Linked DNA regions of Rattus norvegicus: region 1 is linked to region 2. The links are chromatin contacts, called in public Hi-C maps. All regions are on one chromosome and are shown on one strand. Each heading gives the region's core, a stretch centred on a gene start, on an enhancer-like site or on the middle of the called end of the contact. The rest is flanking DNA. Distances are from core to core; before and after follow the strand shown. Region 1 has its middle 190 kb from the start of Prickle2. Region 2 has its middle 130 kb from the start of Prickle2.

What was found. Hi-C and Micro-C count contacts between places; a contact is called where the count stands out from the background.
Region 1: a Hi-C map of frontal cortex shows a contact between it and region 2, with 2.4 times the contacts expected there. The contact joins two enhancer-like sites. A contact is called at or near these places in 3 of 12 Hi-C or Micro-C datasets (Schwann cells, frontal cortex and mammary epithelial cells).

What each region holds. Positions count from the first base shown.
Region 1 is chr4:126,791,414-126,797,679 of GRCr8, forward strand. No RefSeq gene overlaps it. Among named protein-coding and RNA genes, the nearest start is that of Prickle2, 190 kb to the left of the region's middle. Within about 2 kb of position 3,513, at least 39 of the 93 cell types and tissues checked have an H3K27ac peak or open chromatin away from gene starts, as enhancers often do.
Region 2 is chr4:126,729,697-126,736,634 of GRCr8, forward strand. It overlaps a transcript of Prickle2 not described here. Among named protein-coding and RNA genes, the nearest start is that of Prickle2, 130 kb to the left of the region's middle. Within about 2 kb of position 2,270, at least 22 of the 93 cell types and tissues checked have an H3K27ac peak or open chromatin away from gene starts, as enhancers often do.

The DNA of each region.
Region 1 (6,266 bases), core at 2,263-4,762, 63 kb after region 2:
TTGTTCTCTCTCAAATTATTCATGTCATCTATTTCTTTATGGCGTGCACGCGCGCGCGCGCGCGCACACACACACACACACACACACACACACACACACACCCCTGCTCAGTCTGAATAGAGGTACTTTTATGTATGATTTCGGCACTGACCACTTGGTATCTTATAACCAGTTGGTGTGATGTTTCCCAGGGAAGACTATTTTTCCTACACTCACACCCCTTGGCTGCCTATAGATCTTTGTGGAGGGTTGGGGTCCCATGAGACTTCCCTTCCATGTTAGCATGGCGTCATCCTTGTTTGCAGCTTGTTCAGGCAGCCATGTTGGTGAGAATTCAAGGGTGTAACTTCTCTGACATTTCTAGAAGATAAACATCTCACAGCAAACTTACTGTTCCTCAGGCATTTACATTCTTTTGCCCCCCCACCTCTTCCACTGCAAGCCCTGAGTCTTAGGTGCAAGAATTATGTTGTAGATGTATCAGTTAGGCCTAGGCACCACATGGTCATTTCTTTCTGTATTTGGATTGGCCTATGCCTAGTTCAAGGAGGTGTTTACTTGATGTGTATTAAGACCTTTACTTATCTGTGAGCATAACTATTTAGAAGGAGTTAGGAATTATGCTGGTTCAAGAAAAGTGGTAATAGTAGTTTCATCAGGATCCATGACTTACGCACCCTGGGGATTTGACTGGGTTTCCAGTACCAGGTATGACTTGCTCCCTGTTCAGTAGGCCTTACATTCAATCGGAGAACTGTTGGTTATCACAAAGGTATGTGTGTCATCATTGCATCCTGAGGATGGCATGCCGTGCTGGCACTAGTCATTGTTTTAGCTCATAGGTATTCTAGCTGGGTCTGACTACTGGCTGCTTCCCACAGCCTATATGAAAGGTTTATGACACCTTCTGCAAGCATGAAAGCTAGTCTTGAGGGAAATAGGTTTTAGGTCAAATCTAGCTCAGATAGGAGGCAGGGGTTTTTTTTTGTTTTTTGTTTTTGTTTGTCTGTTTGTTTCATAATGGGCTCCCAAATCCAACTTTTACACAGTGACCATAATTATACTGACCCTGTACATACAAAACGAATCCTGCTGCTCTGGGCTTCCAGGAGTGCCCGGTCACTGGATGGTCCCTGCAGGTCTGTACGTAGCTTTGCTCCGGGCATCTTTCCTTCTGGTTTAGATGGCTTCCTGAGCGCAGTAGTCTGAGTTGGTGGCCTGGCTTGGTTGGCCTCCTTCTAGTTCATCTTCCACAGTGACCTCTCTCCAGAGAGGTCCTTCTGACTGGAAAACTGCACGTGCCACCCAGTGTTTTCAAGCCAAGAATCTGGTTAGTTTTGCATGTTTACTAGTGATTGAAGGAGGCAGGAGCAGTCGGAGGGTGATTTATTCAGGGAGTAGGAAGTCTGATGTTGGTGATGTGCTGAATTCTGGTTCACATCCTGATGCCTCTGCTGCCCCTTCAGTTCTATCTCAGTCTCTCTTGCCCCCCACTTTGCAGCCCCATGAAGCTATCTTTCCTATACTGTCCCATGTTCTCTGTTTTTTCTTATATCTAGGTATTTGTTCACAGCCTCTTCTGCTTCTACTCTGTAATTAGTTGAGCAATGTCCAATAGCAAAGCGTCCTCTGACTCCTTTCCTATGTCACCTCCATCAGGTTAGATGCCCCTTCTCTGTGCTCCCAGGACAGCCAATGGCTGTCTATTGGGCAAGCTTGCAAACAATTATCTGTTTATTTTTCTGTCCCCTTCACTAAATGCTTGCACTTTTGCTGAATCAATGACTATATATCTCTCCGTTCCCATTAGTGTCCCAGTTCCTAGCACAGTGCCTACCACCTCATGAGCACTCGTTTGTTGGAGGAAGCAATAGACAAAGGGAACATGATCCTACGAGGGGGATCAATAGCTCCATCAGCTTAACTCGCAAATGAAGCAACCCAGACCCCAAGAGAGTCGATAATCCTAGAAACCCTTTTTAGCAGGAAGGAGAGGCAGAACTTTGGCAGGGGAAGGATCCTTACCAATAACTTATCATTTCCTGGAATAGAGAGTTTCTGCTTGCTCGTAAGCCTGCAGAGAAGGTGTTCAGAGCATCTCTTTAGACAGCCCTCCCTGTGGTCGCTCAGCCATCCTGGCGTCCTAAGAGACTTGGGTGATTCCGAAACCAGTTTTCTGTGATTTACTTTGGTCTTCTGTTGTTAGACATTTCCTCTCGTCGGAGAAGAAACCTTAGACTTCCTACTCCCTGGATAAATCACCCTCAAATTGCTCCTGCCTCCTTCAATCACTAGTAAAAATGCAAAACTAACCAGATTCTTGGCTAGAATATATAGTACTTTCCGTGCGCTATCTAACCCAAACCTCCCAAGGCACAAGTTAAGAAACACACCCATGATTTCACATGGAGGAATCCACAGATACCAAGGAGTCCAACTCCAAGATCATGGCCTTAACCACCTCACAGTCTTCCTGCCCGTCTGAATCCTTCTGTTATCCTACAGGGAGAAGCCAAGCTCATTAAAGGCTCAGGATTCTCCACCCCCCCAAACCCCCCATCTCTCCCCCCTCTAATACCAGCTTCATGGAGACCTAGCAGATAGCATCCTCTGAGGATTATTTTTAAAAATGAATTCCTTTCTCAGCTCTCCTCCCTCCCAAGCCCCATATGATGAACAAAAGTTGCCAGGTTGCTGGTTCCACACATGGCATGTTATTCATGGGCTGCTCTGATGAGATGAACCAACTCATTAGTTTCAAAGCTTCGGATTAATCTTACGTTTCTGTTCCTGGAGGTGAAAGGTCAGTTTTTATCTCCTTAGCTTTATCCACCACCCAGGAGGAAATTGGATCTTTAAGCATGAGGGACCTTTCTCCCCGCGAAGCAGCTGTTCGTGCTTCTCTTCTATGTTTTGAGTAAAAGACGGATACAGAGAAGTGGAACTGTGTTTTTTTAAACACCAGAAGAGCATCTTTTAATTAAGTAGGAGAAATCTTGTAAATTGTGGGGCAGACAAATGAGTAAGAGGCTAGTACAAGTAGTGTTGAGAACGCTAGAAACAAAACAAATGCTCCTGGCAGGATGAAGTTGATAAGATTTAGAAGGCCAAAGCCTCCCTCCCCTCCCCCAGCTCAGAGCTTTGCACTCGCCCTCTGATGCCGCCTAGTGGTGAAATCTAACATGGCACCAGCCCGAGAGAAGAAATGATTTTTAAAGCACCACCTCCCAAAACACAGGTAGATTTGGGCCTGAGAGACAGCAGCACTAGAGATCATTCGGTTTCTAGAACGATTGCTAACAAACGGTAAGGGGACTCTGCTGCTGTGGAAGTGGTTCATGTCCATGAAACACTTCAAGCTTGGTCTCAGTTGCTTTCCAGACCGTGAGAGGAGACAACCCTAGAGAACAGCAGCACATGATTCCCAGGTTGCGCTGTCCCAGTTAGATCGCCATTTCTCCAGGGTAGCCATGGCTGAATCAGAGTTGCATTGAGGAGGGAAGAAAGCTGCATTGAACTCTGCTTGCTTGGGCTCACAGGAGCTATTGTCTGGCACTTAAGGCTGTAATCAGAGTGAACACACTGGCCACTGTTTATTTTCCCCACCGGGCTTTCTCCCAACATTTTCTCCCATCTCCACCGGGAGATTTGGCATTTAAAGAGAGCGTGGGGGAGGGGAGAGTATGGCAAAAGGATTGGGTGAGTCCAGAGAATAAAGAAAGCAAAGCCTCTTTCTAACTGTAAATGGTTCTATGTGGCAAATGCCCTAGAGGAAACGCAAGATGCCTTACAACATTGAGATAGATTCAGTCAGAATGAGGCATAAAGTAACTTTCTCGCAACATAGGGTCCACCAAAAACCCGAGAAGAAGGCTGAGATGTCCCAGTCAGTAAACTGCTTCCTGCAGAAGCATGAGCACTTGAGTTCGTATCCCCAACACCCACGTAAAAAGCCAGATACGACAGCATGCACTTATAATTCCCTCACTAGGGAGATGGAGAAAGAGGATGCTGGGGCTTGCTGGCCAGCCAGGCTAGCTGAATTGGTGAGCACCAGATTCAGTGAGGGACCCTGTCTCAAAAAGTAAGATATTGATGGAGGAGGACACCAGAAGTCAACCCCCAGCCTCCAGTCTCCAAGTGTACCCCACCCACCCACCTCACCCACAAATAAAGATGATGCCCATCATTATCTTAGAACTGGGTGCCGCTCCTTAAAGACACCAACTACTAAATAAAGCAAGGACAAAGGTGGGGATAGCAAAGAGGAAGAAAGCAAACAAGGCTATGGCAGCTTTGGATCACGTAGTTTAGCACTATATTCAGAAGGGGACTTAATGACCCCATGAAGTGGGGCTGTTCTCTGTAAAGGACAAACATGGAGGGATGTCAGTGTTCTGGAGACTAGGTACCCTCCGTGTCCACTCAAACCTTAGGGCTGGCAAAGAAAAGATTGGACTAATTGAGAACCAGCCATGGACTAAGCAGCTAAACATTACTTTTCTCCTTTGGGTGGAACTGTACTTGGAGGAAAGTTACTGTGTTGCCAAGTGGAGCCTGATAGCTGGCCAAATCCACCTTGCAAGGGAGAGCAGTCAAGGTACAGTTCTTCCTGATTTTGATTGCTGTAAGTCTGTACTGGAGTCACTACATGGCCCTGTCTGTGGTGGTTAGCTCCTAGCTCTTCCTCTCCAGCTACACGGAGATGAGAAACATCTGAGTCCTGGCTTGCTATATACTTGACTTACTATGGGGCTTAAAATTATACAGTGCATTCTGGGATGGTGAAGGAGAGTAAGTCATGTTCTCTGCTCAGCATCCTTTATCTTTCTTTCATTACCAACACCATAATTTCTTCTTCACATTCAGCCCTATGACTTTGTACAGGGCCCGTTTCTTTCTTTACTATCTGGGCACTGGCAGCAGGTTCATGTCTGCTCAACCGAAAGTCTCTTGTGACTATAATTGTTAGCAGATGGTGTGTGTATTTATCAACCGTGACCTAATAAGGATACACAACATATCTTCTCATAATTCAGTGTCGTGGGACAGTATTTGTTATCACATTCACACGTCTCCAGGTGTCCAGAGCACCTCTGCTCCTGGAGGTAAGGTATACTTGTAGTTATGCAGGGTAGCTCTCATCTCACAGTCTTGGCTTTGCAGTGAGCTAGCAGGCTAGGTGTGGTGAATGCTCATGGCACTTGCAAATATACAAGGAAGCAACAAAAAGAAAACAGGAGATTTCTCTTAAGACCTGGGCTAAGAACTAGTATCTTGTGATTTAGAACTATATTCCTTCAGCTTAACTAGATCATCAGGCTCCCTACGACATGGGTAAGATGACAAATGTACTCTACCTCTGGTGAAAGAAACTGCAAAGTCATAGGTAGAGAGCAAGCATTGAGGAAGGGTGACAGCCGCAGTTAAGCTAGTTAGCTCTTTTGCTACCTGCTTTGGAAAGTATGCAAATAAAACCAAAAGTAAAGACAAACAACAAAACAAACAAACAACAAAACAAACAACAAGACAAACAAACAACAAAACAAAACAGAGGTAAACAACACAGAGCCCGGCCAACATTGCCTGAATCTTTAGATTCTACCCTGTCTTGACTTTGCCATTACATAGATGTTAAGGTGACCTCAATTTGGGTTTCTGTCATTTGCTACAAAGAGAAACCAGATCCACTTATATCAGTCAGGAAGCAAGGTACATCTACAGTGTCAAGTGCACAGAATCCTGGCAGAGTTCAAAGAGTAGGCAGGGCAGAAAAGTGGGTTCTGAGGTTGAGCCCTGCAAAGTTGCCAGGAGAAGTAGCCAAGAGTGGTGGAATATAAGAGTTTGAACAGGCTGCCCTTTAGAAGGCCAAGCAGTGGGAAGGGAATAATGACTCGGCAGTGTGTCATTGGTATACTCCTGACCAAATATCTGACAGAAGAGAGTAAAAAAATACTGGAGTGGTCCATGTGGATGGCAGCCACATTGTCAAGTCCCAATTCAAACCATACGTTCTGGGAAAATGCCAAGGGAGGTCTGTGATTATAGATATTGAGAGAAGCCCTTGATCTTGTGATCCTGCAAAAAGAACAAAAGAATTAAGAGAGGCCTATGAAGAAGAGTGCCCAGGACTCAGCTATTTGAATAGCTTTAGCAGCAACATTCCTGACAGCCATTACCATGTACTAAGAATACATGGTATTCTTAGCCAGATGCCAAGCACCAGGCCAAGGCTTTGCCTTTTATTAAAGCATCTAAATCCCTAT
Region 2 (6,938 bases), core at 1,020-3,519:
TGTGAATCCTCTGAAGGCTGCAGAGCCTCAGGCTGTAGCAGCAGGCCCCCAGTCCTGGCCCTACCTCCATTTTCTCCTTAAGTGATCTCATTCACAGATTTAAATACCATCAATATGCCTGTGCTTCCCAAATTTATGCTTCCCGGCCCAGATCTTCCCTAGCAAACAGCGATTTCATATGGTATAGCTTAATATAGCAACCAGCAGGAAAAAAAAATTCTCACTCCTACCATCAGCTCGCGCTCGCGTGTTTTCTCTTTCTCTCTCTCTCTCTCTCTCTCTCTCTCTCTCTCTCTCTCTCTCTCTCTCTGATGCCTTCTGGTCACATGATTTGTAAACCCAGAAAACCCATTAACTCTGCACCTACTGCCATTTATAACCTCTGTGAACTAGCTGCAAGGTGTACTGTTCTGCTTTTCTTTCTGCTGCTGTGACACACACACACACACACACACACACACACACACACACACACACACAAAAGGCAACTTAGGGCAAGGGAAGACGCACCTGACTCATACTTTCAGGTCCTAGCCTATCATTAAGAGAAGCCAGCACAGGGGTTGGGGATTTAGCTCAGTGGTAGAGCACTTGCCTAGGAAGCGCAAGCGCAAGGCCCTGGGTTCGGTCCCCAGCTCCGAAAAAAAGAACAAAAAAAAAAAAAGAGAAGCCAGCACAGAACCTCAAGCAGCAGCGGCTTGAGACGGACACCGTGGAGGGACAGATGGTCCCTTGCTGATTGGCTGCTTTGTACTTAGCTCTCTTTCCTATGCAGCCCGAGCCACCTGTCTAGGGGATGGTTCTGCCCACCATAGTCTGGTCCTTCTACACCAATCAATGATCAAGACAATCTCTACAGACAGTCTGTAGGCCAACCTGATGTAGGCGATTCCTACTGCAGCTTCCCCCTCAGGTGACTTCAGAGGCTAACCAGGAGAGTGACCAAGGTGCTTCTGTATTTACTTTAGAGGCATTTAGACTGTGGCTTTTCACTCCAGCATCTGTCCAACTTCCATCAAGTAGCTCCCGGGACCTGGTGCTGGGTTAGAGACCTACGATCCAATGTGAAACACTAGGTGGGAAGACTCAGAATAAATCTGTTGGCTGATTGATGCCTCAGAGAATAAGACTTCCATTTGGTAAAGAGGCCCACTGAGATTGCTGTGCAAACACGAAGACAGGAGATTGATCCCCCAAACCCATAAAATAAATACAAAAGCTGAGTGTGTGACACAAACTTGTGATCCCAGGGACAGGCAGATCCTTGGGGCTCACTGCCAGGTCAGCCTGCCTAATTATGCCCCGGTAAGCCCCGGGTTCCAAAGAGACACTCTCAAAAAAACCCAAGGTAGACCACTCCTGAGTTTGTTTTCTGTATTCCAGGGATGAGCAGAAGCCCATGTGAGCTGACCAGGCTTGCAAAACCAGAGCTGTAGCTCCTACTGCAACATTCCTAGGGAGAAGCAGGTTACTGCTAAAATTGGACCAGACTCAGCACAGCACTGATGGATAAGCTGACCCAGCTTCAACCTTCTGAGGAGGCACAGGCTCAGCTGGGTGGGAAGGGGCAGTAACAAAGCTCTTTGTCAACAGCGACAGCACCTCCACCCCCCCAGACACACCCATTTTCCTGGGAAATCTGTCCTCCAAGCTTCTGTCTCCAATGGAGAGAAGATAGGGGTTTCAAGAGCAATTTATCTGATTCTCCCTGTTTTAAAGCATGTGAGAGGTAAAGCCCAGAGAACCACAACAGCAAACCTATCAGGGTCTCCATCTCCCCATGTGTGCGTGACAGTAGTAAGCAGATCTGCTAATGGCGGATCTGCGTTCATTTAAAGAGTGTGTGGAAGAGCCTTGGGAGAGAGCCTGGCAGGAGAGAGCAAAACACACATTTGGGATTCATATCCTTCATCCAGGCTTGCCTTCTCAAGAGGGGACCAAGAAAATCTGACAGACCAGAAATGGAGGAACTGCCGGTACCATGCTCCAAAGTCCTTCCTATTCTGCATATAGAACAAAGCAAATAGGGGTTGCTTCTCTAAAATTAACCCCTTTCTATCTTTGAGCTAGAGAAATTAGACCTAACAGTTGTGGCAGGGGACAAGAAGGGAAGGAGGGGGGAAGCTTCACTTCAAGAACAAATGGCTTTCTTTAAACAAAAGATGGGCTGAGGGGCGGCAAGGGATTTGCCTCTCTTATGAAGCCAGGCTAATTACTTTTCTGTAGGTTTTTCAATTAAATAAGCTCAGGGCCAAGGACACCTTGCCGTGCGTGGGAGACTGCCCTCTGCTGTGGATTTTCATTACTGCAGAAAGTTTGGGTGTTTGGATTTTCAGGTCCAGGAAGCTTAGGACTTTTGCCAATAGAGGAAGCTGACCTATTCAACTCTGCCCTCTGCCCTCCAAATAGGAAAAGACCCCCACGGTGTTTGTAACCAAAGGAAGAAATGTTTGGGGAGCATCCCAGATCAGAGGATGTTGTTGAGAACAGAACTGCTCACACCCTTGATGACTCAGCCTTAAGGCCAGGGAAAGGCTCTCAGGACAAAGAGAAGGCAACTGTGGAAGCCTCCCTAAGGCTCATGGGCATAGCAAATTGTTAGGCAATACCAGGTGGCAACCCTGGGAAATCAAAGAAAGAAAGCTCAAGTGGTCTGAAGAGACGAATGGTGCATGCCCTCTACCTCTGGAGGTAAAGTCTGGATAAGGCCTTACAGGCAGGGAGAAAATCCATGATTCTGGCTTGTTGTATATGCAGGATGGGGGCACACACAATTAGCACAGCGCTGTGTGGAGATAAGAGGACAGCTCTGTAGAGTTAAGTTCTTGCGATGAGCCCTCTTCCCCTGCCACATAGCTTATTACTTCTTCTAACTAATTTTCTGTAGTTTTCACTGGCAATTATTACAATTGCTTTATGGACATTCCCACATTGATGAATTAGCACAGATAGCCTACAGTTGCAAGAAACTTGGAGCTGCCAACGTGTCTGTCCCAACTTCTGGAAGTAGCCTAAACTGATTATATAAACCTTAACTCTACAACTGTATAACTTTCTTTTATTTGGGGACGAGGGTTGCAAGACAGGGTTTCTCCGTGTAGCCCTGGCTGTCCTGTAACTCTCTCTTTCTCTGTAGATGAGGCTGGCTTTGAGCTCAGAGATCTGCCTGCCTCTGCCTCCCATGTGTGGCACCATGCCTGGTTAACATATTAATAACTTTTTTTTTTCTTTTTCTCGGAGCTGGGGACCGAACTCAGGGCCTTGTGCTTGCTAGGCAAGCGCTCTACCACTGAGCTAAATCCCCAACCCACATATTAATAATTTTAAAACTCGTGCAAGGCACAACATTATGAGCCTGCTTTCTCATCTATAAAATGGGATTCCCATTTACCTTGGGGGGGGGTGTATAGACTAGAATTCATGTCTATATCAGTTAGCTATTAGAAGATGTCCATACTAGCCTGTGTTGACCTGTTGGTTAGTATTCTGTCAAAAGGGATTTTAAATGAAGGTAGGAAGCTTAATTTTCTATGAGCTTCCTTTGAGGAATGGCCAGGCCTCGTGAGGCAGAGACAGGGACTCAAGCTTCACTTGGCTCTGTTATATCAAAGCTCTGTTAGACAAGCCCTTTCACCTCTGGGCCTTCATCCTCCACAAAATAGTGACTGTAAAACAACAACAACAACAACAACAACAACAACAACAACAACAACAAAACGCTCAGATAATAGTAATAGGCAAAACATTTTTCTAAAACATGCAAATAAAGTGCACACCACAGTGATAAACATATCCAAGGGGCACACCTCTCTAATGGTGTTAACAAAGGAAAAGTGAACTAACGGTACTTAACAATGGATCCCCAGTCATAAACATTGGCATTCCATAAGTTAAAAAAATATGAGCTTCAATGGGATCCATTTATTGAGAACTAACAATCAAAATGAAATTTCAATTTAAAGGGGTTTTCCAAGAGTATGGGAAGGTCAATGCCCTGTTATCCATAATATTATGATTAATGTTGCTTTTAGTCTAGAGAGGTCATGTTCATGAAATCATAGCCTAAGACCTGAGAGAGTGAATGCAAGATTAAAAAGTATCCTCAAATTATGTTAAGACAGAATGGGTAAACAGAGGCAGAAGAAATCCAGCTTCCAGAGAGAGAGAACACTGCTCAAAACAAAACAAACAAACAAACAAAACCCTCAAAAACCAAAACCAGCATACTCTCTAAAATGAAGAGCACAGTCTAAGTGAAGTTATTATATGGCTTCTAATCAAGCCTGACTTCATTCTTGTACTGAAATGTATTAAACATACGGGTCAGCTTTCAAAAAACATGGCTCAGTTTTATTATTCTTGCATAGCTCTGGGCTGATATTGCAGGCTCTCCAACTGGGCATCAGCAGAGGTGGGATTCCAATAATCTCACAGCATAGCCCTGGGATCTGTGTGCAGGAACAGCTCCAGGATGTCACAATTAGTTCCACGTGTGAGAAAATGTGAGATATAATACATTTCTGCATTGCCCTGAAAGATGTCTTGGGTTCTTCCCCCCGCCTATTGTTATGTAGTTTTAAATAGAACCTTTATATCCCTGCTGTGGGACTCAGATTCTCAAGGATAAACGAGAGGGCTAGGAACAAAATATGTAGATAAAATGTGCCTATCAGGACTGTGGTCGTGAATAGCCTAAAATCAAAGGGTACATCTGAATATGGATATAGGGAACTTCTGAAAGGAGAACAGTTAACATTCATGGAACGAATAGCATCGTTTCTTACTGTTACTTGGTCAGGCTAAGCCAAAGAGCAGAAAGGAAGCATTCAGCTGTTAGAAAAACTTCTTCACATTACAGGAAAGCCGGGCGAGGCCTCTTTGTTGACATGGACTCAAGTCCAAGAAATTTGGTACCTATCACAGCCTCTAACAGCAGCTTTTAGCCAATGTCAGGATCTATGCTAAAACCTTCATATTCGGTTAGCTTCCACGTCTGGGAGTTCTGTGTTGGTGATACTTATTCCACAAGGCTACTATAGAGATTAAAAGATGACCACCACAGGCTATGGTTGACATTCACAGGCTGCTGTTTCAAAGACCACGTGGAGTGCATCTTCTGAGGATATGGACGTTCTTTGTGTGAAGTAGCAGTGCGTTTGCATCCAACCTGCACAGGTGGTCCTGGAGACTTGCAGCCATGTCCAACTACAGCGTGAGGGCGACATGTGCTTCCGGGATAGCTAACCATATGGCCCAACACAAAACTGTAAAATTAACATTATGAATTTTTATGATTTTATTTTGCAACTTAACTGTGCGGTTCTCACGCACGGGCTTTGCAGACGGTCGTGCCACAATGTCAAAAGATTAGGCACACGTACATCTTAGTCTCGTGTAAGTCACTTTTACCAACTAGATCCAAGAGGTATGCCACACGCTGTCCTTAGTCTAAGGCACTTTATGGAGAATAAAGGGAAAGGAGTTTATGTTAAGTAACATTTTAGTAAAAACTTCTATTTTCCAAGCATTGACCAACAGGGTATGTGAGGGCAGGAAGTCTTCCATAGAGGAATTTCTCAAACCACCAAGGGCAGATACACACTGAAAAAAATTAATGAGCCCAATTACACTGTAAAGGTGCAGAGGTGGCTGTTATTTAAATGTTAATGACTTAAGAGGAAGAACATTTTTCTTAAGGCCAACTTAAAGAAATTCCAAATATATGGTGCCAGCACGGAGGCTGTGAGCAGCCAAGTGTGGGGGTAGAGGCTGAAGTGGGCTTCAGAGTGGCTCCCACAAGTCAAGCTGCCCCATGTCATACTCTTGGGAATGGCTTCTGGAGAAAGAATTTGTTTTCAGCTAATTGTCTTCACTGAGAGCAGAAACTAAAACTAAACAATTCCCATCTCTCCATCTGACCATGAGTCACGGGCTTCCATGAGAAGAGCTGAAGGAGAGCTCTCACCACAGCCACATCAAGGATGGTTCTCCCAGTCAGACCCCACTGTCTTCCCTCAAATCAACTTCACAAAAGCTTAATGCGATCCAGGAGCTGACATTTATTATGCTAGGTTGCTGTACCACAGGTCATCTTCCTAACTTTCACAAGCACGCTCCCATCGATGGCAATCTGAATTTAAAACAACACCAACACCCGGAAGGGCAGGCCCAGCTTTCCAGTGCAAATCTCTAACTGCCAGCATGATGGTTTTGACTGATTGCCAGGTCCCTTGTTTGAGAAATAAACCCAAATAAAAATGACAGAAGATAAGTCCAACTCAACAATAGTTGCGCATTATTTTTATAAGGGAGTTCTGGAAGCAACAGGGTACCACCATGTTGGCAGGAGGCTGCTGCGTACCGAAGATCTTCCTCATTTTCTATCACACACAGAGATGATGGAGAAGTAACCTGGCTGTCTGGTAACCCAGGGAAGGGCTGAATATAAAAACTTCCCTCAGCTGGTTGAACTCAGGTAGTATATACACAATGTATTTTTCAAACATTTTGGAAATGAGAGTGCTTCAGCTTCTTTTGGAATTCCTTTCTCAAGCTCTCCTTGCCCAAGTCTCCCCAAAGGCAAACACTATTCCCAGGCCCTCCTGTCTATTAACTTCTTTTTTCTTTTTCTTTTTTTCGGAGCTGGGGACCAAACCCAGGGCCTTGCGCTTGCTAGGCAAGCGCTCTACCACTGAGCTAAATCCCCAACCCTGTCTATTAACTTCTACAGCAGCTTCTGATTCAATCATGGCTGGGTTTCATTAGAATACAGTCATCATGAGAAACCCTGGCCAGCTCAACTTTGTAGCACTGGACTAGAAACTGCATCCAAAGCCCTGATCTTGATGACATAAAATTTCCTCGTGGGGAATTATATGTTCCTGAAAGTATTTTGAGCATCTCTTTAAGTATACCTGATTCCAACCTGTGAACCATGG